Linked DNA regions of Mus musculus: regions 2, 3, 4, 5, 6 and 7 are each linked to region 1. The links are chromatin contacts, called in public HiChIP or PLAC-seq maps. All regions are on one chromosome and are shown on one strand. Each heading gives the region's core, a stretch centred on a gene start, on an enhancer-like site or on the middle of the called end of the contact. The rest is flanking DNA. Distances are from core to core; before and after follow the strand shown. Region 1 overlaps Prlr (prolactin receptor). Region 2 overlaps Spef2 (sperm flagellar 2). Region 3 holds the start of Spef2 (sperm flagellar 2). Region 4 has its middle 26 kb from the start of Spef2. Region 5 holds the start of Il7r (interleukin 7 receptor). Region 6 overlaps Capsl (calcyphosine-like). Region 7 has its middle 38 kb from the start of Il7r.

Region 1 (2,871 bases), core at 111-2,610:
ATCCAGCAGATCAGGTCAGGGGAATCATGGCAAAGGGATCTGTATGAACAGGAACCACATTTCTGTACGAAATGTGTTAAGGAAGAACTTAATGGATGATCTAGTATGGTGTACCAAATGGGGCCATGGGCTGGCCAGCAAAGCATCACAGTAGCTTAGAACTGCTGAAAAGAATCTGTGTGAGCATTGTGTGGATCTACCAATATTTGGAGCATTGTTCATCCTCCAGGGAAGATTTTGTCAGGATAGTGCTTTTGGGAGTCATTGCAAAAATACAAGGTTTCTTTTGCTTGTTTTATTCTGCCATGGGTGAGGAGAAGCAAATTATGTAGAGAGAAATATTCATTAAAAAATCTCATCAATCCTAGGAGGCAGAGGCAGGCAGGTTTCTGAGTTTGAGGCCAGCCTGGTCTACAGAGTGAGTTCCAGGATAGCTAGGGCTACACAGAGAAATCCTGTCTTGAAAAACTAAGCAAGCCAAACAACCTTCTAGGGGGGAAAGGTAAGGCTGTGAAATGATGTGAAATGACAAGTAGTCAAATGTTACTTTCATGTCCCTAGAGGAAACAAAGTTTATGGACTATCTCAGTGCAATACAAGGGATATGATACAAGTCCAAGAAATGCAGACACTTGCCTATGCTGATTCCATATACACAGATAATGCATAACATCCATATAAACATATCCAGAGAGAAATACAAGCAAAGGCATAATGATGGCAATATATTGGTACACACACACACCCCATATATATACACACATATGTACACGATATACACAGAGGTTACTCATTGGTATTCACATATACACATATATTCACACAGAAGCATTTATAGCCCAGTACTATAAACAGTTGGTATGTACATTGTTACATTCAGAAGTACACATGTCCAGAAAGACATAGAAGTAGATAGGGAAACCTATGTAGATAATCACACAGCTTTTCATTTAGCTCTGAATTTTGTTTCTCTGAGTTGCACACATACTGGAAGTGGCTGCACTTCTTTCTCACCTTGTAATAGCAATCCTGTGTGTTATTTTATGGTTGTCCAAAGGTATTTTCAAATGCATTAATCCATCTGAACTATGTGAAATATAACTATCCTCCTTTGGAGAAATTAAAACCACGGAGAGACACACAAGTGGTTCAAGTCATGTAGCTGGCAACTGTAAGAACCTGGATGGCAAGTCCATCTCCAGTGCCCTCTCAGTGCCCTCTCAAAATGGGGATGGAAGAGAGGGGGTGCATGATAAGATCAGGCATTAATTTTAATGCAGAAGTGTGGCAAATAATTTAGTAGCAGCACATGACCCAGACGTCTTCCTTTCTCACAGCTGCATTGCAACAGACAGAGACAGCCTCTCCACCCCCCCCCCCCCCCCCCCCGATAAACACTTCAGGCAAGGAGAGCAAGAAGAGAGTCTCTTACCATTCAGGAGGCTGATGCTGAGGACAAGCAGCATGTAAGCAAGTGCAGATGACATGTTTTGCTTCAGGCTGGCCCTTCTTCTTGCTACAGGCAATAGATCAGAGGCTCCCTGGAAGAGAAAGCACCAGGTGACATTTGTTAAATGACAACCGCTCAGGCACATGCACCATTTACTTTTATTCTGGGTGCTTGCAACTGGTTCTTGCTCCTTGCTTAATGTGAGCGACAAAACAGTGGGAAGAGAATCTAGTAAAATGTAACATGGGATGGCTTGGCTAAGAAGCCCTGATTCACACTTGCTGGCAAAGATTTCACCACAAGAGGTCGTCAGACAACAGTGTAGAGAGTTCAGGGGAAGTCTCTTCAGGAAGACAGTTCAGGCTGTTGGCTTTTTATTTTATTTTATTATATTATTATTTTATTATTTTCTGCATTCATCTTTCCACATGATTGTTTAGCTGTCTAATAGCACATCACCCATTTATATAATATAGACTGTGCTCCCCACAGGAGAACCATTCATGGAGGGTTCTTGCTCCAGTATCCAGAGCATAAACCAGGTCAATTTATCGATCCTGCCAGATTGAGAGTGGGATGGTCAGGGTGGAGGTTCCTGTCTAAGTTCAGGCTGAGAAGGTTCAGGAACTCTCCAGGGATATGGCCATGGCTGTGAAGCAAACCTCATAATGAATTTTAGTGGCCCTCCGTGTGGCTTCTTTCTCCCTTCTGTAAAGCCCCATAACAAGAGACAATGAACAGTAATAATTCAAACCTCTTGGGTTCAGGGTATTAAGTCAATTTTGAACTTGCAGGGCTTGAGAGTTTTGAGCAATTTATTAATATTATTATTTTTACTCTTTGGAACCGTTTTCAAAGCTTCTCAAGTTCCTGCCTTTTTAAGAAAGATTTTAAAGACTTTTTTTATTAAAAAAAAAAAGACTCATTAGTCTTATTAGACTTCAGACAGTGCTCCAAAAAAACAATAGATTTTGATGAACGACATATAAATTTCCAGAAGCACATGGTTTTCATTTCCTTTTAAATTTTATTTTTAAATCAAGGGAAGAACATCTAGGAGGCAAAGTTCTCCGTCATAGACTCTTCAAGCATTGTGAAGAGATGTGTGATGAGCCCCCAGAGGCACAGAATCCATCCTCCTGATCAGGGGATGTGCTCTGTCTGCCAAATACATACCACGCAACGGACAGCTTTCTGAAGGTGTAGAACACCTGCCACTACTGCTGTGGAATCACTCAAAAATAGACATTTTAACGACACTGGAAGCTTGGGGTACGCACATACCAACAAGCGGTGCCCTTCTATCGAATGTTCTGGTTGAGAACTGAATCCAATCCATTAATGGGCTCAGCAAAGTTCTGGAGACCTTTTGCTTGCTTTGCCTAGATTCCTTGCAAATACACATCTAGGTAGCACAGTCT
Region 2 (2,907 bases), core at 239-2,738, 600 kb after region 1:
AGTATTAATATTCACAGAGTTCTCAGATATTGATGATAGTGTGTGTCTCTGTTCGTGCTTGTCAGTTTGAAATACTTGGTTCATCTCTATTTTCCTTGAATACCTAAAATACATCTCTTCAATTTCTTCAGATATAGTTTTGCTGACAGAAGGCTGATGATGATCATCTAATTTTCATGTCCTGAAATTAATGTCTTTACCCCAGACACCCAATGGACTTGCCTATCTCTAAAGTTACTAGTGTGAGCTATTTTAGGAGACTATTCTGAGGCAGAACAAGACCTTTGAAGAAGCTTTCTTTCAATAAGAAAGAATTCGTTTTAAATAAACAATTCATTACTCTTTGGTATAATACAACTTCACAGGCCTATATTATATTGCAATGCTCCTTTCTCTAAACTATAATAATCCATGGAAAGGCAGAGATATTGTAGTTTATTGTCAATGAGAACAGTGCCTAGAAGCCAAGATCTGTCTCCTGGGTATGTTCTATGCTACTAGGATATTATTTTGAAACACAAAAAACAAAATATCCAATGTGTTACTCATTTCCTATATCATATTTCTCCTGAATTTCCTGTGTATGCTTTCCTGTAACAAAATAGGTTTGTTTAATCAATGGATTTCTTGACTCGATTTTTGGCTCTTTCCCATTGGGGAACTCATACTTATCAGTTTATTAAACTTGATTACAGAGACATGGAGCTCAACATTTTAGGTAGCTTGCATGTGCTGTCAAAAAAACAAAAACAAACAAACAAACAAAAAACAAAAACAAAACAAAAAAAACTCTTAAATGAGCCTGGACAGGAGAGCTCTTTCGGTAAATACAGGCATGGCCAGCTCTTATTGGCTCCTTCTATGATACACCATGATGAAGCACATTTCATCCAGACCAGTAGTTCTTGATTTTAAATTTTGGTGCCACCTACTGCTCTGAATAATAATTAATCACAAATTTCTGAGCATTTGCTTCAAAGCACAATTGCACTATTCTCATTATATGCATATAAAACTATTACAAAAACCACAGAGGAACACTATCTGTAAGTCTTACACATATGTAAAGAGAAACCAATAGTTTAAAAGTCAAAAGTGTTAGGATCAGAGCCTTCCTGTAGGTCTCTGTAGCCCAATCTCATCACTATTAAGAATTACAATATCCACAGACTTATATTTCCTCTTTCTTCCTTTCGGGCTGCTGCATACGTTGATATGATAAGACTGTACGGTGACTAGCACAGAGCTAACGGCAGAGTTAAGATATATTAGGGAGGCCAAGTAGGCAGATGGAAAAGAGGAAGAGAGATACAGAGGAAGTCAGACGAGAGAGGGAAGGATCAGAGCGAGGGGGGATTGATGGATGGATGCAGGGAGAGGAGGAGGGAGGGAAGGAAGAGAGGGAGGGAGGGAGGCAAGAAGGCAGCTAGGCAGGCAAGCATGAAGGAGGATGAGGGAACCAGGAGTCAGCACCAGCACAACCAGCAGCCAGGGTGGAAACTGTTCTGTTGCTGCTAGGGAGCTTACATCATTTCCTTCAGAGTGTTGGTTCCTGTGGCAAACCAGCTTCAGCAATTTTGGTGTCATTGTCACCATAAATTCTCATCTGCCAAGTTTCTTCCATGTCTGAGCTCCTCTTGATATCGTGAAACCATGACATAATGCTCCTTGTCTCACCTCTACTCACTCGGCAGGGTTACCAAGTGAAACAAGGCAGCAATGAAAGAGGCTAGTGCCATTCCTGAATCGTCCGAATACACCGGACTGATCTTAGAGGTCCTCCAACCCAATGAAATTAAAAGCAAACATGCAAAATAAGACAGCCACCGTAAGACAAATGATGGCCTTCACATCACAATCCATTTTCTTCAGTCTTATAATTTATTAGCAGTATTAAGAACTACTTATTCAGATGAAATTGTTCAGTTAATTTTTCTGGGTACAATAAAATTGTTAACATCCCTCCTTTGAAGAAATTAAAACTGGGCATGGAATAAATAATTTGTTGGGATTCTTAAATGCTTGAACTTTAATTCTGCACACAAGTTGGGGCTTAAATTTGAAGACAGTTCCTGCAAAAATTACACTTATTTCTAAGTTACAAGAGTTAAGTTACAGGAGTTAGATGGTATTTGTGAAGCAGCTTAGCACATGGCATGCTTTCTGAAGCAGCTGGTAGAGTTTTCTGAGAGGAATCCCTTTAAGCAACGTGTTACTCTCGGTTTGGTTAGCCCTTGTGTTGTGTGAAGAACAAGTTAAACAAAGTAATTGCAATCCACTAGACAGTGGTGATAAGATATTTACATATTTAACTACTTTCTGTTTCTATGAATAGACATTTCTATGAATGAACGTCATCCTTTTATAAAGGCTAAGGCTGTAAGGGGTTTAGCATACTTGAATGTGTTAAGTATGTTATCTCAAGGCACTATAACCAAGTAACTATCAGTCACATATATAGTCAGTCCACAAGTTAATACTGAAACAGGAAATCCAGTGGTCATAGCGCATGTTCCTGGTGGAGGGGCCCTGGTCACCGAGTGTTTAAGCATCAGTCAGCTATGCTTGCCATCTGACCCGGACTAACGTATTTCTCTGTGATCTTTTACCATCTATACCACTTTCCACTATAGTGTTTTGTTGGCGTCTCTCTAGCACTGTCTTTGCTGTCATACGCAATACTTAGAGTATTAAGGAGTGAGAACTGATTCTTAATTAATTAAATCCTGATATAAAGGGGGATTTTATTCTATTTAAATATTTTTGGCATGCTATTATCTTCATATGAATAATGGCATAACAATAGTGACTTAAAGTTCATTCTTGCTTTCTTAGGCTCTTGCCAAACAAGCCAAGATTGATTTTGCAGAACAAACCTTGAGGGAGAAGGAAATTCATGAAAAGATC
Region 3 (2,819 bases), core at 316-2,815, 570 kb after region 1:
CCATGAGTTTGTAACTGTCTATTGGAGAATGGTAAGAAATATCCTTTACTCTATATGCAAATACACACATACACTTAGTGCACACACAGATACATATATAAAGCAAAAATATTCCTTATGAATATATACATATTTTTGTCTTATTACATTCAATGCCTTTTTATTTTTCTACCCAAGTCAATTATGTACAGTTCCCTTTAAGGGTTTTTTATTGGCTCATTGAGGAGTCTAGCCATCGATAAATACATAGTAGTGGAATTCATGTTAGTGTTTAAGTAAAGAGGTATAGTAGGACTTTAGGAATTGTGCATGTCACACAGGACAATTAAAGAGAACACTCAACCTGGTGGTTATTTTGGTCCTGAAGGCAGAAAGCATTTACAAAAGTAGATATCAACTGAGCTAGGTCACTCTAAAACAGGCAGAGAAGAGGAAACTAGAGGGTGGTCAAGAGGGAAGGTGAAGAAATGAAAGCTCAGAGGCCAACTGAGCTTTAGAAACTGGCATGAGTCTCTATGTGAAAATGGACATTCATGAATAAATTCAAACCAGCTATGTGAAATAATTGCCTTCTGTAACACAAGCAACTCCGATCTACTTGAAGCATGGATGAGATGCAAGCCCTCTCATTGCCTTACAAGAAAAAAAGCAATTTTGAAGCATGTGCTGGTCTTCTACCAGAAGCAAGTCATCAGAGTATGTGAGTTTTCATTTAACTTCCTCAACTTGTAAAGCAAGCATTGTGTCTGCATCTAAAGGAAAGAACGGTGAGGTTCAAAGACATTAAGTCATTATTTCCGGGGCAAAGAATTTGTGAAATCAAAGCCAGACAGGATGGCTCACATAAACCTCATTGTGAAACTTGGGCCTTATTGATAGTAAAAAAAATAAATTATAAAAGTATTACAATGAATAATTTAGAGAATTGCTTTTATTGAACAAATTACAGTTCAGTGCACATTACCACTTTTCAAACCAGCTTATGATTTCAAATAACTCTATATAGTCTATCCTTGGTTATTTACAGAAGAGAAATCAAGGTTTATAGTTCATCTGGCAATGACTTTTTTTTTTTTTTAAGAAACCTCTTATTATAATTGCTGCTCACACTCTTTTTTTTTTTTTTTTTTTTTTTTGGAAAATACATTTTATTTTTTTTTTCCATTTTTTATTAGGTATTTAGCTCATTTACATTTCCAATGCTATACCAAAAGTCCCCCTTACCCACCCACCCCCACTCCCCTACCCACCCACTCCCCCCCTTTGGCCCTGGCGTTCCCCTGTACGGGGGCACACAAAGTCTGCGTGTCCAATGGGCCTCTCTTTCCAGTGATGGCCGACTAGGCCATCTTTTGATACATATGCAGCTAGAGTCAAGAGCTCAGGGGTACTGGTTAGTTCATAATGCTGCTCACACTCTTTAGGCCTTCTTTTTGCACTAGCACAGGTTCAGGTCTTACAAGCCAGTAGGGGGCAGACAACAATTTCTGATAACTACGGCTATGCAGTGGGGCCTCCTCCTCTCTGAGCCGGCGACCTAGCTCCAGCCTGAAAGAGCTTCCTTAGCAACTGGTTGCCCTGGGCGACGGGAAGACGCAGTCCAGCTGACTGAGTTCCTGGAAAGTTCCTAGCACCTGCAAGCAGTCAAATTCACCAGTGAGCTATGTCGGAAATCCTGTGCCAGTGGCTCAACCAGGAGTTGAGGGTGTCCCGGACCGTGAGTGAGTGAACTCAGCCAAGGGCAAGCAGTTGAAGCAAGCACGGGATGGTGGGGTGGGGGTGCTGATAGAAAGTAGCTCCAGAGTGTCTAGCAGTGCCTGGCAGTGCTGGCCTGCCCTCCTCAGTGCTACCTAGCCACACTGGGGCTTTCTTATTTCATCATGCCTCTGACATTAGACCTCATCACGTGGTCTTAGCCCTCAGATTTTCTGATCTACTCTCTATTACTAAGGGACGCTAAGTTCTAGGTACTGGTCTGTTCCTGTGTGGAGTAAAAGTTGTTCCTGTCTGTAGTCTGACTGTTGCTTTGCTTTCATGACATCCGCATCAAAATGTGCAAGACGAATCCACGCAGGAAGTGCTTTCAACAGTTACAACTTTTTTTCTGTGTTTCCTCCAGTATAAATTAGATCCACTTGCACTCTCCCTGCTTAACAACAATTGTAGATCTGTTAACATTTGTCAGTTTTAGGAACTTTAAGCTTCCTTTATCCTTTATCAACTTTGGCCATTTGAGGTACCTTTTCTAAGCTAACCTTACTTGATTTTAGCAGAGGCATAAAGTTGTACATGAAGTTTCTAAATTCTTATGGCCCAGGAAGTTACAAACAAGTCAGATTTAGTGGCAACCAGACACTTCCTCTTCTCCTCGCTGGGGGAGGAATTATTGTTTCTTTATTGGTAGCTCATTTTCAATTGCTACGGATTTTCCTTCAGGCAAGATGCTTTCAAAACGAATCATTTCAACATGACCTCCCAGAGGTTCTCTTGCTTCTCTACCAGTTGCTACCAATGGGAGCAGCGGTGCCAGTTCACCCTTGGGTCATCCATAGAAGTTGCTAGGACAGTAAGTAGTATTTGTGCAGGTGTGAGATATCTAAGGATCTTCAGTGAGGAATATTCCAAGTTGCATTACGTGAGGCATAAACATTAGACTTATTATATCCCAAGGCTTCTCCACCCTGCTTTGAGCAATGATAGATTCTTTTTCCCTGTCCTGTCTCCTTGGTTCTCTGAGAGTTTCTCAGCTCAAATAGGATGCTAAACTCAGGACAGTATTTATCATGTATCATTTCCTCTTTCTCTCTCACAGTACTGTC
Region 4 (2,726 bases), core at 139-2,638, 540 kb after region 1:
CATTAAAGGATCCACAAATCAAAATATCATCCATATAGTGGTATAAATATACTCTCGGATACTGTTGTCAGATAGGTCGCAATGCCTTATCTACATAAACCTGGCACAGTGTAGGGCTATTTGCCATACCTTGGGGTAGAACCACCCACTCATATCGCAAATCAGGGGCAGAATGATTAATTGATGGCAAGGTAAAGGCAAATTTATCTGTATCAACCGGATGCAGAGGAACAGTGAAAAAGCAATCTTTCAACTCTATCACTATTGAGGTCCAATTTCTTGGTAACGCTGAAGTCATTGGTAACCATAATTGCACTGACCCCATGATTTCCATCTGGGCATTGTCTGCACGTAAACAATGGAGTAACCTCCATTTCCCTGATTTCTTTTTTATAACAAAAATAGGTGAATTCCATGGTGAAATAGATTCTCTAACATGTCCTGCATCAAGTTGCTCTTTAACCAACATGTGGCCAGCTTCCAGCTTTTCCTTGGGTAGGGGTCACTGAGGCACCCAACTGATAAGATTTCCATTTAATAGATATTTGCTCAGTGGACCCTAGGAAAAACCCAATCCCTCCCTGCCACTTTGGCCTCTAGGAGAGATAGGTGAGAATCATCCATCCTCATTTTTGCCAAGACCCTTACCCTTCTGATAGTTCATCCCGTCCATGATAGCTTGACTCTGCAAACTATAAGTCTTTTCTGAAACTATTTTTACACCCATCTTGGTCATAACATCTCTTCCCCATAATGAAACAGGGACTTGAAGAACAAATGGCTGAAAACTGCCCCTATGCCCCCTCCTCATCCTTCCAATGGAGTACACTGGCACTGTAGCTGGGGTCTTGTGCAAATCCAAGACCTTGAAGAGTTTGAGCAGAGGTCTGAAGGGGCCAACTTTTTGGCCAATCTGTTTCTTTTACAGTGCTGCGATTGGCCCAATCAAGTAAGCCCCATATAGAGACTCCCTAAATTTCAAGTTTAATCATAGGGTGATCCTCCATAGTCATAGAAAACCACACCCCAGTGTCTCCAGTAGAGCTGAAGCACCTATTTCCTCTTTTCAGTTCCCTTGAAAGGAAGCTAGCATGGTGACTAGGCAAAAGCAAAATTTGAGCAATTCTATCTCCAGGGGAAATGGCAGACACCCCTCTGGGGGAGGAAACCATGATCTTAAACTCTCCCCCATAGTCAGGATCAATGACACCAGGATGGATAATTAATCCCTTATTGGCTGCTGAACCATGTCCTAATAAGAGGCCAACTGTGTTTTTAGGCAAAGGACCCTTAAAGTCTGAAGCAGTCATTTGCACACTCATTTCTGGGGTTAATATGAGTCTGGTGGTGGCACAGATGTCCAGTCCTGCACTTCCTGTTGTGGCTCTTCTGAGGATGCCCGTAGATGATTGCACCGGGGAATGTGTTGAAGGTTTGGCCACAGTGTGGGAGTCTGCTGCATGGCCCCATATATTTGTGGGCCCTGAGGCTGGGGGCCCCGCACTCCATTTTTTGGCCTAGCAGCTGTGGATTGAGAAGTTAGGGGACAACCATCTACATCCCACTTGGATTGACATTCTCTGACGCAATGATTTCCTTTGTGACAGTGAGGGCATAACTTGGGCTCTGCATGCCTGTCTGTATCTCCTGTCTTCCTTTATTAGGACAGTCTCGCTTGAAATGACCTGGCTGCCCACAAGAGAAGCATCCCCCCTGGATTCCCCCTTGCTGTCCACCCTGATGAGGAGTCTGCCTTTGAGCCTGAACTATGGCTGCCACTAACCCCTGGTTGGTCAGTGGAATGTCCACCACATCTCGGAAAACCTTTAACCATACTTACAACGTTGGCTCTTATAAGGGCATATGGCGTCTCTGCAGGGTTTATTGGCCTACTCATAGGCTAATTGCTTGACCAATGGCATTGCAGCATCACCATCTGGAAATACTCTCCCAGCTGTCTCCACTAGTCGTGCTAGGAAGTCTGCAAAGTTCTCATTGGGTCCCTGTATCACCCTAGACAAGCTGGTCCCAAGGTCTCCAGTGCCTGATAGCATCTTCCAAGCTCTAAGAGCAGTTATTAATCTGCTCATAAACCTGTATAGGATAACCTGTTTGATTGTTGGCAAAGTTCCCTTGCCCCATTAACATGTCTATATTCCAGGCTGCATTGGGGAATCCAGCAGCAGCATTAGCCATAGCCTGCTCAACGGCATGCTTAAGATAAGCAGCCTTCCATGTTAAATAACCTCCTCCCGAAAGAATGGCTTTGCGAAGGTTCTGCCAATCAAAAGGCGTCATACAGTACCGCTGTAGGGACTCAACTTGAGTTATGGTAAAGGCAGCCTGGACCCCATAAGTCGGAACTGACTCCTTCAATCTTTGTACAACCTTCCAATCCAGGGGTTCATGATAACGTTGCCCCTGTTGATCCTGAAATACTGGGAAGGCCCCCACAATGGTGGGCACATTTTTCTAGACTTCTACATGAAGACTACGCCTTCCCCTTTTGTCTTCCTAATCTTTATGGGGGGGGGGGGGGAGAAGTCAACGGAGGGGCTGATGGTTCAGGCGTCCTACTGCGCCGCAAACTCAAGCGGGACATCTGACTACAGATGTCACTGTTGCTATCAGTCCCGTCGCTGTCACTAGTAGACCCTTCAGAGCTAGATTCCTTCTTCTCTTTCTTCTCTTTGGTTTGTTGTTTAAGCTGTTTAGGTTTTCAGCTG
Region 5 (2,780 bases), core at 169-2,668, 780 kb after region 1:
GAGGATGGATTGAAGATGCCCAGAGGGGTCATGGTCACATTGAGAAATACTACGGAATCAACTAACCTGGGCACATAGGTTTTCATATAGACTAAACTTTCAACCAGAAATCATGCACAAGACAAGCCTAGACCCTCTGCACATATGTAACAGTTGTGCAGCTGGGTCTTCATGTGGGACTCCTAAAACCGAAGCCAGGGCTGTCTCTGACTACATTGCCTGCCTTTGGAAGCCTTTCTGCTAACTGGGCTGCCTTTTCTAGTCTCGAGAGAAGAAGATGTGCCTAGTCTTACTGCAGCTTGATATGTCAAGGCTGGTTGATATCCAAGGGAGGCCTCCCCTTTTCTGTGGAGAAATGGAAGAATGTTAGAGAAGGTTGGAGGGAAGGGAGAAAGAGGGATTGGGAGCAAAGGATGGGGGGGGGGGCGCTGCAGTCAGAATTTAGGATAAATAAATAACTTAATCAATTCTTAAAATGATTTAAGAAAAGGATCCACAGAACCTACTTAGTTCAGCTCTTGTGCTCATGAGTGTATAACTGCCCACTAGAGCTTGAGCAACCTACCATGGGACACACTTTTAAAGAAAACTAACTCTTAATCGCCTGGTATTTGTCAACCTGCCAGGAGGGCCTCAGCTAGGGATGTGGCCTCTTGAACACCTGCTCTGTCCATATTGGAATGTGGATTGGTGTGATCTCATGCCAGTCTTGTGTCACAACCATAGCTTCTGTGAAATTATGAACACAAAGATCCTATTATTTTTATAATAGATAATTTCACTGTATTTCTCTTTGGCTCCTGCCTCTTCTGATCTTTCCTTCTCTCCTCCATGGTGTTCCCTGAGTTCTTGAGGGGAGTGTTTCATGGCTGGTACTATAAATCTGACCACGAACCCGTGCCAGGGAGGTCTTAGAGCATAGGGGAAAACACAGGACTATTGTTTGTTTAAAAGACAGAGTATCAAACTGTCTTCTAGACATTTGTCCTTATACCCATAGAATAGTGCAGCCTTGCCTCTCATTAGAGAAGCTCTTTTCTCACTTCTCTCTCAGAGAGCAGAGAACTGGGCGTGACCATTGAGGGTTCAGCCCTAAGTGGGACAACTCTATCCTAGCATCATTATTCCTAAAACAAGAGCATCCCCAACCAACTGAGGAGCATCGTAAGTGTGGATTTTGGCCTTGTGATCCTGTTACATTGGACCCTGAGATCATCTGAAGCATCACTTGAAGTCTACCACCTTGCTCAAAAGTAAGCAGTTAAGTTCAGGAGCTTCAGGGAATACCAAGATGCAGGAAAAAAAAAAGTCACACTCTACCTCTCCGTTTTCTCTACCTCTGCTTACAGCAGCAATCCTTTTGCTCAGACTTCCTGTTTCTGGCACTTGCCTTCTTCTGTGATGTTCATAGTTCCCTGTCTGTGGTTTAGCAGGCACAGAGCTGGTTTGGGTCTCCCTCTCTCTCATTCACTTGCACATACAAGCGTGCTTCTTCTCTATTCTTTCTCTCTCTCTCTCTCTCTCTCTCTCTCTCTCTCTCTCTCTCTCAGAATGATGGCTCTGGGTAGAGCTTTCGCTATAGTTTTCTGCTTAATTCAAGCTGTTTCTGGAGAAAGTGGAAATGCCCAGGATGGTGAGTCATTTCTAACTCCTTTTTTAAAGGATTTCAGATTACCTGTAGCATATATGATCAAGTTACACAGTTCTCTAACAGGGCAAGCAAGAATTTAGCACTAATTAGGTTGTTTTGTGGGTATTAATCACCAGGACAGAGGGAATGATGACAATACTGCAAATGGCTTGTAACTCTCAAGAACTGTCAAGAAGCATTGAGTTTCATTCAAATTCTGGCTCATAAATGTGGATGTATGCTGGTAATTTCAAAAAAGAAACCTCATATCAGTTCTTTGTTGGAGCTTTTTGGATGATCGCTTCCAAAACTGTATTAGACTGAAAAATCAAGCCATTGTTGTTTTGACTGTTTATGGAGTTCTAAAACCCTAGATACCCATGATAAATTAATGGCCAGAAACGAGAGGTTTGTGTATTCACCAAAACTGTATTTCTAGTGTCTAGAGTTTAGAAGTTACTCTATAATGTATTTCTTCAACATACTTTAGCTTTGGCAGATTCATGTTAGATTGCTGATGAATAATTCAGTAGTATGCTAAGGAAGGTGTCTTCTTTGAAATACACAGGGTTGCTTTTATATTCAGAGAATCCATTATATGGTCATCATAATTCTCCTCAGAATCCATAAAATACTTAGACCTTGACTTCTTAAAAATAGGCATTTTAATTACAGGACTGTACTCAAACGTCTCTGGCAGACACAGCAGCTACATGGAATGTGAATCTCCAATTTGTTTCTACAAATTAATTAAACTGTTTTCATACACACACACACACACACACACACACACACCATTAAAAGGGGAATGTGTGTGTGTGTGTCTTTGTGTATGTGCGTGTGTGTGTGTGTGTGTGTGTGTGTGTGTGTGCATCCTGCCTCTGGTTCCTGAGTGCTAGGATTAAAGGCAGACACCACCATGGCTGGCCTATATGTGCATTCCTAAACTGGGTGCAGTAGTACATCCCTGTAGTCCTGAAGCCTAAGAGGCTGAGACAGAAAAATCATCTTTGTTCCAGACCAGTTAAAGCTACATTGCATAAGCTTGTATCAAATACATCTGTATTTTCTTTATGCACAGTATCAATACACATCAGCCTAGCTCTGTAGTTTAGCTCTTCAGTCAAATGCCTTTAGTTGTGCATCCTAA
Region 6 (3,007 bases), core at 244-2,743, 860 kb after region 1:
CTACTGATGCTTAGCAGTAACTCATATATTCCCTTTAGGAGGTTAATAGCCTCAATACCTAACAAGGTTTATAAGAAAATTGATAAACCAATTCTCTCCCCCTCTCTGTCTCTGTCTCTGTCTCCATCTCTCTCTCTCTCTCTCTCTCTCTCTCTCTCTCTCTCACACACACACACACACACACACACACACACACACACACTCACACCTTTCTCCATTTGTTTTTGTTTGTGTAATAAATATTCAGATATAGAAGAAGGTAACCTGGGCAGTCCAGACTTAGTTCGCACAGCTCTTACTTCAGTGGAAAAAGCCCAAGACCAAAATCCTAGAGACCTGATTTCTGACAATATCATGATGTCACTGACATCACACCCCACACTAAAGTGTTTCTGAATCCAAAAGACCCTTTGAGCACAACATATGTCAGGTTGGACTTGGCCTACAAAGGAGTCCTTTAAACCTATTCATGGTGAATATGAGCTTACCCCCCAAAGTCTCCACTATTCACTGCTTATGACAATATGGACCAGAGAACACACAGCACCAGGATCTGCTCAGCATCTGATGAGGGACACAGCAGGCATCACATACCACAGCAGGAGCATGCTAGCTCCAGGACCCTTTGCTCTTTTGTCAAGCCATACTATAGTCAATATGGAGATCCCACCTGTAGACTTCCTTTAACTTTAATTTTTATCTCAGAGATCCTACTCAAAAGTGCTATTGATGCATGAAAGGTGGGTGCACATTAGGAACAGGAACCAAAGTATAGATTGGTAAAATAACTTTCCTGCAAGTGGCCTCAAACAGCAGACATTGGACTTTTGAGTCTTAGCAGAACTCTTTCTCTTCCACCATGTGTATCAGCATGTAAGTGAATTTTTCTGGCACTTTCTTATGCAAAATAAAAACAGAGTTTGGGAAGAGCAGATACTGGGAATTGGGACTCTGCCTACTTCTGCCTTCTGAGGCCAATTCTACCAGGGATGATGTAAGCTGATATCTCTGAATATGACTTGATAAATTCAGGGGGGAAATTATAGCCAAGCATGGTGTTTGAAATGCCCATATTAACCATCCTTCTCCATAATTTGGTCCCTCAACTCATCGACAAACAACCAATATTTACTACGTTATGTCCTCTTTTCAATGTACCATCTCAGGCCAGGAGGAAAGAGGGGTACCTGAAAGAACCACGCTCTTAATTTGAATTCTGAGGCCTAATATTAAAGCAGAACAGGACAAAAAAAGTTTTCAGGACCTGGGGTTTGAAAGAAAGGCAGGATAGAGTCCTATTTCTGATAAAGAAATACACACTCAAGAGATCTGAGGTTTCAATGGCACATGCAGCCTCTGGATACAATATCATGATGTCACTGACATCACACCCCACACTAAAGTGTTTCTGAATCCAAAAGACCCTTTGAGCACAACATATGTCAGGTTGGACTTGGCCTACAAAGGAGTCCTTTCTGACGCATGTGACCACAGCACCACCATGTGTTGGCTCAGCATATGTACAGTTCTCTCATCAGAGGCACAGTTCTGTCCATGTCTTCTATGGATGTCTGAGAGATTCATTACCTCTAACCAGTTTGCTAGGTGTGGGGCAACGGAGGACACAGATGGCCTGGAATCCCCCTCTAGTTCCATGACCGAGCTATCCAAGGACGCAGATATCACAGCCCAGCACACGGACTTTCTGAGGTGTCACAATGCCTACATTTTACTCATAATAGAAGGTAAAAGTTATCAAGGCTAGAGCTATGAGACTCTGACAAGGCAGAGCACCATATATTTTAGACGATTGCTGTACCACATGCTTTGGACAAAGCAGAAGAGTAAATAACATAAGTGGACCAATCTTTATTTTCATTCCCTTTGTATGTGTCCATGGACATGTATGTCACATGTGTAAGGGTACACAAGGAGGACAGGAGAGAGCTGGACGCTCTGAATCTGGTTGTGGGTAGGTTTGAGCTGCCTGACATGAGTGTTGAGATCTGACCTAGGGTCTTCTGGAAGGGCAGCAAGTGGTCTGAACTGCTGAACCAAACCATGGAAGGCTGGTGGAGACTGAAAGGAAGTGTTGGAAGGAGAGATGGGGAAAGTATAAAACCAGCCAGGTAACTGACTTCCAATTCAAAGGAGCTTAGGATGAGACTAAGGGATGAAGGTGGACTACAGTGCTTACAAAAAGGAAAGAACAGTGATGTAGAGAACCCTGTGGGTGAATTGAAGAGAAGGTACAGAAGATAAGGTGTGCGACCAAGTGGAGCCTGGTGCATCCAATATGACAGCTGGACCCTTTGGACAGTGATGAATTCATTTAAAATGGCAAGTGACTGAACTGGGAGTTTGAGGGGAAGGGAAGACTAGGGTTACAAAGCTGTTGATTGCCTCTACCTCTCCCTACCCTCGCCCAGCTACACACACAATGGCAAGTGAAGGGGATATCCACAGAGCAGCAGAAGGCAGTGACTGGGAGATCTGGAACAGAGGCTGAGTGGAGTAGCCAGCCACAAAGGAGACTGGTGCACTGGGGCCAAGCTGGCTTGCTCACTCCATCGCTCTTTTGTACAGTTGGCTGCTGCCCCTGACAGAGTTCTCAGCCAGGATTTCCAGCGTTCTTGTCGGATGAGATGTGGAAAGTTGCAATTGCAGGGATCTGCTTCTGAGAGCATGTCTTTTTCTTGTTTTCTTTTCTTTCTTTCTTTTTTTTTTTTTTTTACAATAAAGATAAATTTATTTTGACTATCACGTGAAAAGAGAAAAGAATGATATGTGTCATAAGGAATTTTTTAAACATACAGAAAGATAGATGGACAAATGAATAGATGAATGGATAATAGATAGATAGATAGATAGATAGATAGATAGATAGATAGATAGATAGATAGATAGATAAAAGAGACAGAGACAAATGTGTCTTCCTTTTATCTTTACTATTTTCCTGCTCAAGAAAGCAAACATGTGTCCTTTCCTATAACCTCAGATTTTTTTC
Region 7 (2,824 bases), core at 188-2,687, 820 kb after region 1:
AGTTCCAGGGCATGTGTTGTTCTCTTCTGGTCTCCTGAGATTCATACATGCACACAGTGCACACAAGTTCACACAGGCATGTACACACACACACACACACACACACACACACACACACACACACCTATAAAATAAATCTTTTTCATGAAAGGCATTTAATAATTTGGGGACCCAAGTTGTCATTTCCGTGAAGATACCACATTTCCCTTGCTCTTGTGTGGGAATTCTTCCGTACATCATCTGGACATCTGAGTGTACCTGAAAACCTAGTGAAAACCTCAATTTCTAGAATACAAGTTTCTGTATGGAGGCTTTCTTCTGACCAGACTTAATTTCAAATAGTAAGATACAAATTATACATTGCAAAGATCTATATTAAATGTAAGATTGTCTACATCTGAACATTTTTATTATAATAACTAAAGGTAAAATTCTACAAGGATCTAGAAAGAATTAACATACATACAAACACAAACTCATATATACATATATCATGCTAGCAACAGATTATCACATGAGATCAAAGAAGAACTGGACTAATAGAGACTGTGGCAGCATGCTTTGAGCCTGCACAGATGAAATCTGGAGATTCCAATGGTCAAAACTAGGTTTTCCTTTGCAAATGGGGTGTCATTTGCAGACAAAACAAATGTATTCCCTTATGTATCATGGAGTTGGATGTCCAAAACACATTATAAATGGCTAAAGATCCAAGTGTTCACTGGACTGCATTGTTCTGGACTCTCTATAGAATTCATTCCTTGCTTTTCTCATTTCTCATGCAAATAGTAGTCTCTAGACTCTAGAGTCCAGATCATCCCTCTATCATGCTTATGGATACTTGCAACCTCTGTTTCCCTTATCATAATTTCTTCTTTGGATGTTGCCCTCTTCCCTTCTCCTATTGAGAACTGATGTGGTTATATTAAACTTACTTAGATGAGTATAATCTCTCCATTTCAGTATGCTCACTGTAATCACATCTACAGAGCCGCTTTGTTCTCTGCATATGCTCTTGTAATCAGGTATGTCCATCTTCAGAAGCCTATTGTGTAAAGTTCCTTGTGTAATTTCTGGTCTATCTTCATTTTCATTACATCTCAGATACTATCTTCTCTGGAAGGGCATTGCCTTATAGATCAGGAGTTGGCTTATTGATGTCAGTACCACACCAATTTGTGATTACTTTGTTCTGTGATTCCTCTCTGGACTTTAAGTATTATGGCATTGAGGACTACAGTTACAGGACTTTGTGTCTCTTGCTAAACACAGTACCAAAGGAGAGGATGGATGAACACATTAAAAAATAATGTTGCTTTGTTTTTTCATCAGTGTTCTAAATAAAAAGACAAGCTGAGCTGCCCAGAAAGAGCTGGCCCCACGTCCCTGAGAAGTACTGCATCTGGGCAGCCACGTGCAAGGAGTCAGTTGCCTTCCCGGTCAACATTTCCCTCCCCAGCTGTGCTCTTAACCACTGTGACCACAAAAGTGGGGAAATTATAGAGTGAGAAGGGGTAAGAATTTTCCTAGTTTCACTCCTCTGATAATTATCTACATTTAATTTTGCTTAATGATAAATTTAGTTCATTTAAGATCCCCATGAAAGTCAACCTTAACTTCTGAATTACAACACTGTGTACCTTTGTGCAGACATTTTGATATAGCTTGAAGTAACAGCTGTAAAAAATAAGAAATGTTATGCATAAAAGTTGGTGAGTCCAAGGAACATATTAACACTCCTCAAGATGTGGACAAAAACAAAATGTGACACAAACAACAGGCAAATCCCCTGAGGTTGGGAAAATAACCTGAAGGAACATTTCTGTTGAAACACTTCAGTTAATCTGGAACATTCCTCAACTGTAAATTATTGTGCCGTATCTTTCTATTTAAGATAAATATTTATCATCCTGAAGGCAATACATCACTTAGTACAGAAAAAGATTTCTGTTGCTGTCACATTTGCTCCTAAATGTGTAAGTTGTTTAAGACCTTGGATCAAAATATTTAGAATTCTCCAAAGTATTTTAATGTTAATCTTAGCTGCTAGTATACTGAATTATTAGAGAAAATATTATTATTACTTTTAGAGACTGGAAAATCAATAATTTAATTATATAAAATTTCAGTAAATGCTGTAATATGATATTGATAAATACACTGTAAAATTTATACTAGGTAGTAATACATTTTCTTAAAGTCAAATTGCGAACATAGATTTCAATAATAACTAGTATTTTGCTTTGAAATACACAGTAAAATTCTAAAATAACTTAAGACAATGCCATTCTCAGTTATGAGCTACTAAAGTGTACCAATAGATTTAAAAATATGAACTTATGTCAGCATTGGAAACTGAAGTTACTTCCTGCTTATGAAACACCAAAGAATAGAGTAAATAGAGTCGAGGCTTCCTAAGGCATTTCACTTGCAATATTTCCACGTGTTTATTTACTCCTTTAAACCTTTATTGGGTTTTTACTATTAAACCAGCATAGAATTTGATTTTACATCATAGTCAACAAACATCAACCTCTATAATTTAACAAAGATTCTCTTATCTCATATTAATAGGCCATCATGTTCAATAACTTATGATCATTTTCTTTAAATTTTACATTTATGTACTATGTGTAGATTGTCCCCTGCCTTCCTTCTGCAATCATTCCAGTTCCTCTCCCTTTATGGCTTACTATCAAATACATGGCTTCTTTTTCTTTAATTGTCTTTGTTACATATGTACACACATAAATGAACAAATCTATAAATACGACCCAGTGATCCGACTAATTCACTCATTTCTGTAAGGTTTCATGGCTCACCA

The links. HiChIP or PLAC-seq counts read pairs in DNA pulled down with a chosen protein or histone mark.
Region 2: a contact with region 1 is called in an H3K27ac HiChIP or PLAC-seq map of large pre-B cells, with 7 times the contacts expected there. The contact joins two enhancer-like sites. A contact is called at or near these places in 4 of 484 Hi-C or Micro-C datasets (adipose-derived mesenchymal stem cells, myeloid progenitors, uterus and 1 more), 1 of 115 datasets of contacts at active chromatin or transcription factors (large pre-B cells) and 1 of 9 other capture datasets (embryonic stem cells).
Region 3: a contact with region 1 is called in a RAD21 HiChIP or PLAC-seq map of pro-B cells, with 14 times the contacts expected there. The contact joins the promoter of Spef2 here to the enhancer-like site in region 1. A contact is called at or near these places in 16 of 39 promoter capture datasets (the 3T3-L1 cell line, 3T3-L1-derived adipocytes, the C10 cell line and 10 more), 2 of 15 datasets of contacts at CTCF or cohesin (large pre-B cells and pro-B cells), 29 of 484 Hi-C or Micro-C datasets (the AtT-20 cell line, B cells, the BV-2 cell line and 14 more), 2 of 115 datasets of contacts at active chromatin or transcription factors (the 230-238 cell line and large pre-B cells) and 3 of 9 other capture datasets (adipose tissue, liver and pancreatic islet).
Region 4: a RAD21 HiChIP or PLAC-seq map of pro-B cells shows a contact between it and region 1, with 9 times the contacts expected there. The contact joins two enhancer-like sites. A contact is called at or near these places in 2 of 15 datasets of contacts at CTCF or cohesin (large pre-B cells and pro-B cells) and 4 of 484 Hi-C or Micro-C datasets (embryonic stem cells and uterus).
Region 5: a contact with region 1 is called in an H3K4me3 HiChIP or PLAC-seq map of pro-B cells, with 11 times the contacts expected there. The contact joins the promoter of Il7r here to the enhancer-like site in region 1. A contact is called at or near these places in 20 of 39 promoter capture datasets (the 3T3-L1 cell line, 3T3-L1-derived adipocytes, the C10 cell line and 11 more), 2 of 15 datasets of contacts at CTCF or cohesin (large pre-B cells and pro-B cells), 4 of 484 Hi-C or Micro-C datasets (bone marrow-derived macrophages, embryonic stem cells, large pre-B cells and 1 more), 6 of 115 datasets of contacts at active chromatin or transcription factors (the SCID.adh cell line, bone marrow-derived dendritic cells, bone marrow-derived macrophages and 2 more) and 2 of 9 other capture datasets (adipose tissue and macrophages).
Region 6: a contact with region 1 is called in a CTCF HiChIP or PLAC-seq map of pro-B cells, with 24 times the contacts expected there. The contact joins two enhancer-like sites. A contact is called at or near these places in 3 of 39 promoter capture datasets (the C10 cell line, Sertoli cells and hippocampal neurons), 4 of 15 datasets of contacts at CTCF or cohesin (embryonic stem cells, large pre-B cells, pro-B cells and 1 more), 160 of 484 Hi-C or Micro-C datasets (3T3-L1-derived adipocytes, the 63-12 cell line, the AML12 cell line and 88 more), 20 of 115 datasets of contacts at active chromatin or transcription factors (the 230-238 cell line, DN3 thymocytes, PVALB interneurons and 10 more) and 3 of 9 other capture datasets (adipose tissue, embryonic stem cells and liver).
Region 7: a CTCF HiChIP or PLAC-seq map of large pre-B cells shows a contact between it and region 1, with 19 times the contacts expected there. The contact joins two enhancer-like sites.

The regions. Positions count from the first base shown.
Region 1 is chr15:10,312,835-10,315,705 of GRCm38.p6, reverse strand. Prlr (prolactin receptor) reads right to left here. Exons shown (of 10, transcript NM_011169.5): 3 at 1,433-1,541. The coding sequence starts at 1,487. Among named protein-coding and RNA genes, the nearest start is that of Gm41269, 44 kb to the left of the region's middle. Within about 2 kb of position 1,360, at least 3 of the 459 cell types and tissues checked have an H3K27ac peak or open chromatin away from gene starts, as enhancers often do. A contact at or near this core is called in pro-B cells, where this site is marked.
Region 2 is chr15:9,713,217-9,716,123 of GRCm38.p6, reverse strand. It overlaps Spef2 (sperm flagellar 2), which reads left to right. Exons shown (of 37, transcript NM_001305042.1): 9 at 2,836-2,907. Among named protein-coding and RNA genes, the nearest start is that of Spef2, 34 kb to the left of the region's middle. Within about 2 kb of position 1,488, at least 53 of the 459 cell types and tissues checked have an H3K27ac peak or open chromatin away from gene starts, as enhancers often do.
Region 3 is chr15:9,747,614-9,750,432 of GRCm38.p6, reverse strand. Spef2 (sperm flagellar 2) reads left to right here and starts at 1,565. Exons shown (of 37, transcript NM_001305042.1): 1 at 1,565-1,721. The coding sequence starts at 1,664.
Region 4 is chr15:9,773,288-9,776,013 of GRCm38.p6, reverse strand. No RefSeq gene overlaps it. Among named protein-coding and RNA genes, the nearest start is that of Spef2, 26 kb to the right of the region's middle. Within about 2 kb of position 1,388, at least 41 of the 459 cell types and tissues checked have an H3K27ac peak or open chromatin away from gene starts, as enhancers often do. A contact at or near this core is called in pro-B cells, where this site is marked.
Region 5 is chr15:9,528,514-9,531,293 of GRCm38.p6, reverse strand. Il7r (interleukin 7 receptor) reads left to right here and starts at 1,418. Exons shown (of 8, transcript NM_008372.4): 1 at 1,418-1,633. The coding sequence starts at 1,552.
Region 6 is chr15:9,453,932-9,456,938 of GRCm38.p6, reverse strand. All of the region lies in intron 1 of Capsl (calcyphosine-like), which reads right to left. Among named protein-coding and RNA genes, the nearest start is that of Capsl, 19 kb to the right of the region's middle. Within about 2 kb of position 1,493, at least 86 of the 459 cell types and tissues checked have an H3K27ac peak or open chromatin away from gene starts, as enhancers often do. A contact at or near this core is called in pro-B cells, where this site is marked.
Region 7 is chr15:9,490,909-9,493,732 of GRCm38.p6, reverse strand. No RefSeq gene overlaps it. Among named protein-coding and RNA genes, the nearest start is that of Il7r, 38 kb to the left of the region's middle. Within about 2 kb of position 1,437, at least 20 of the 459 cell types and tissues checked have an H3K27ac peak or open chromatin away from gene starts, as enhancers often do.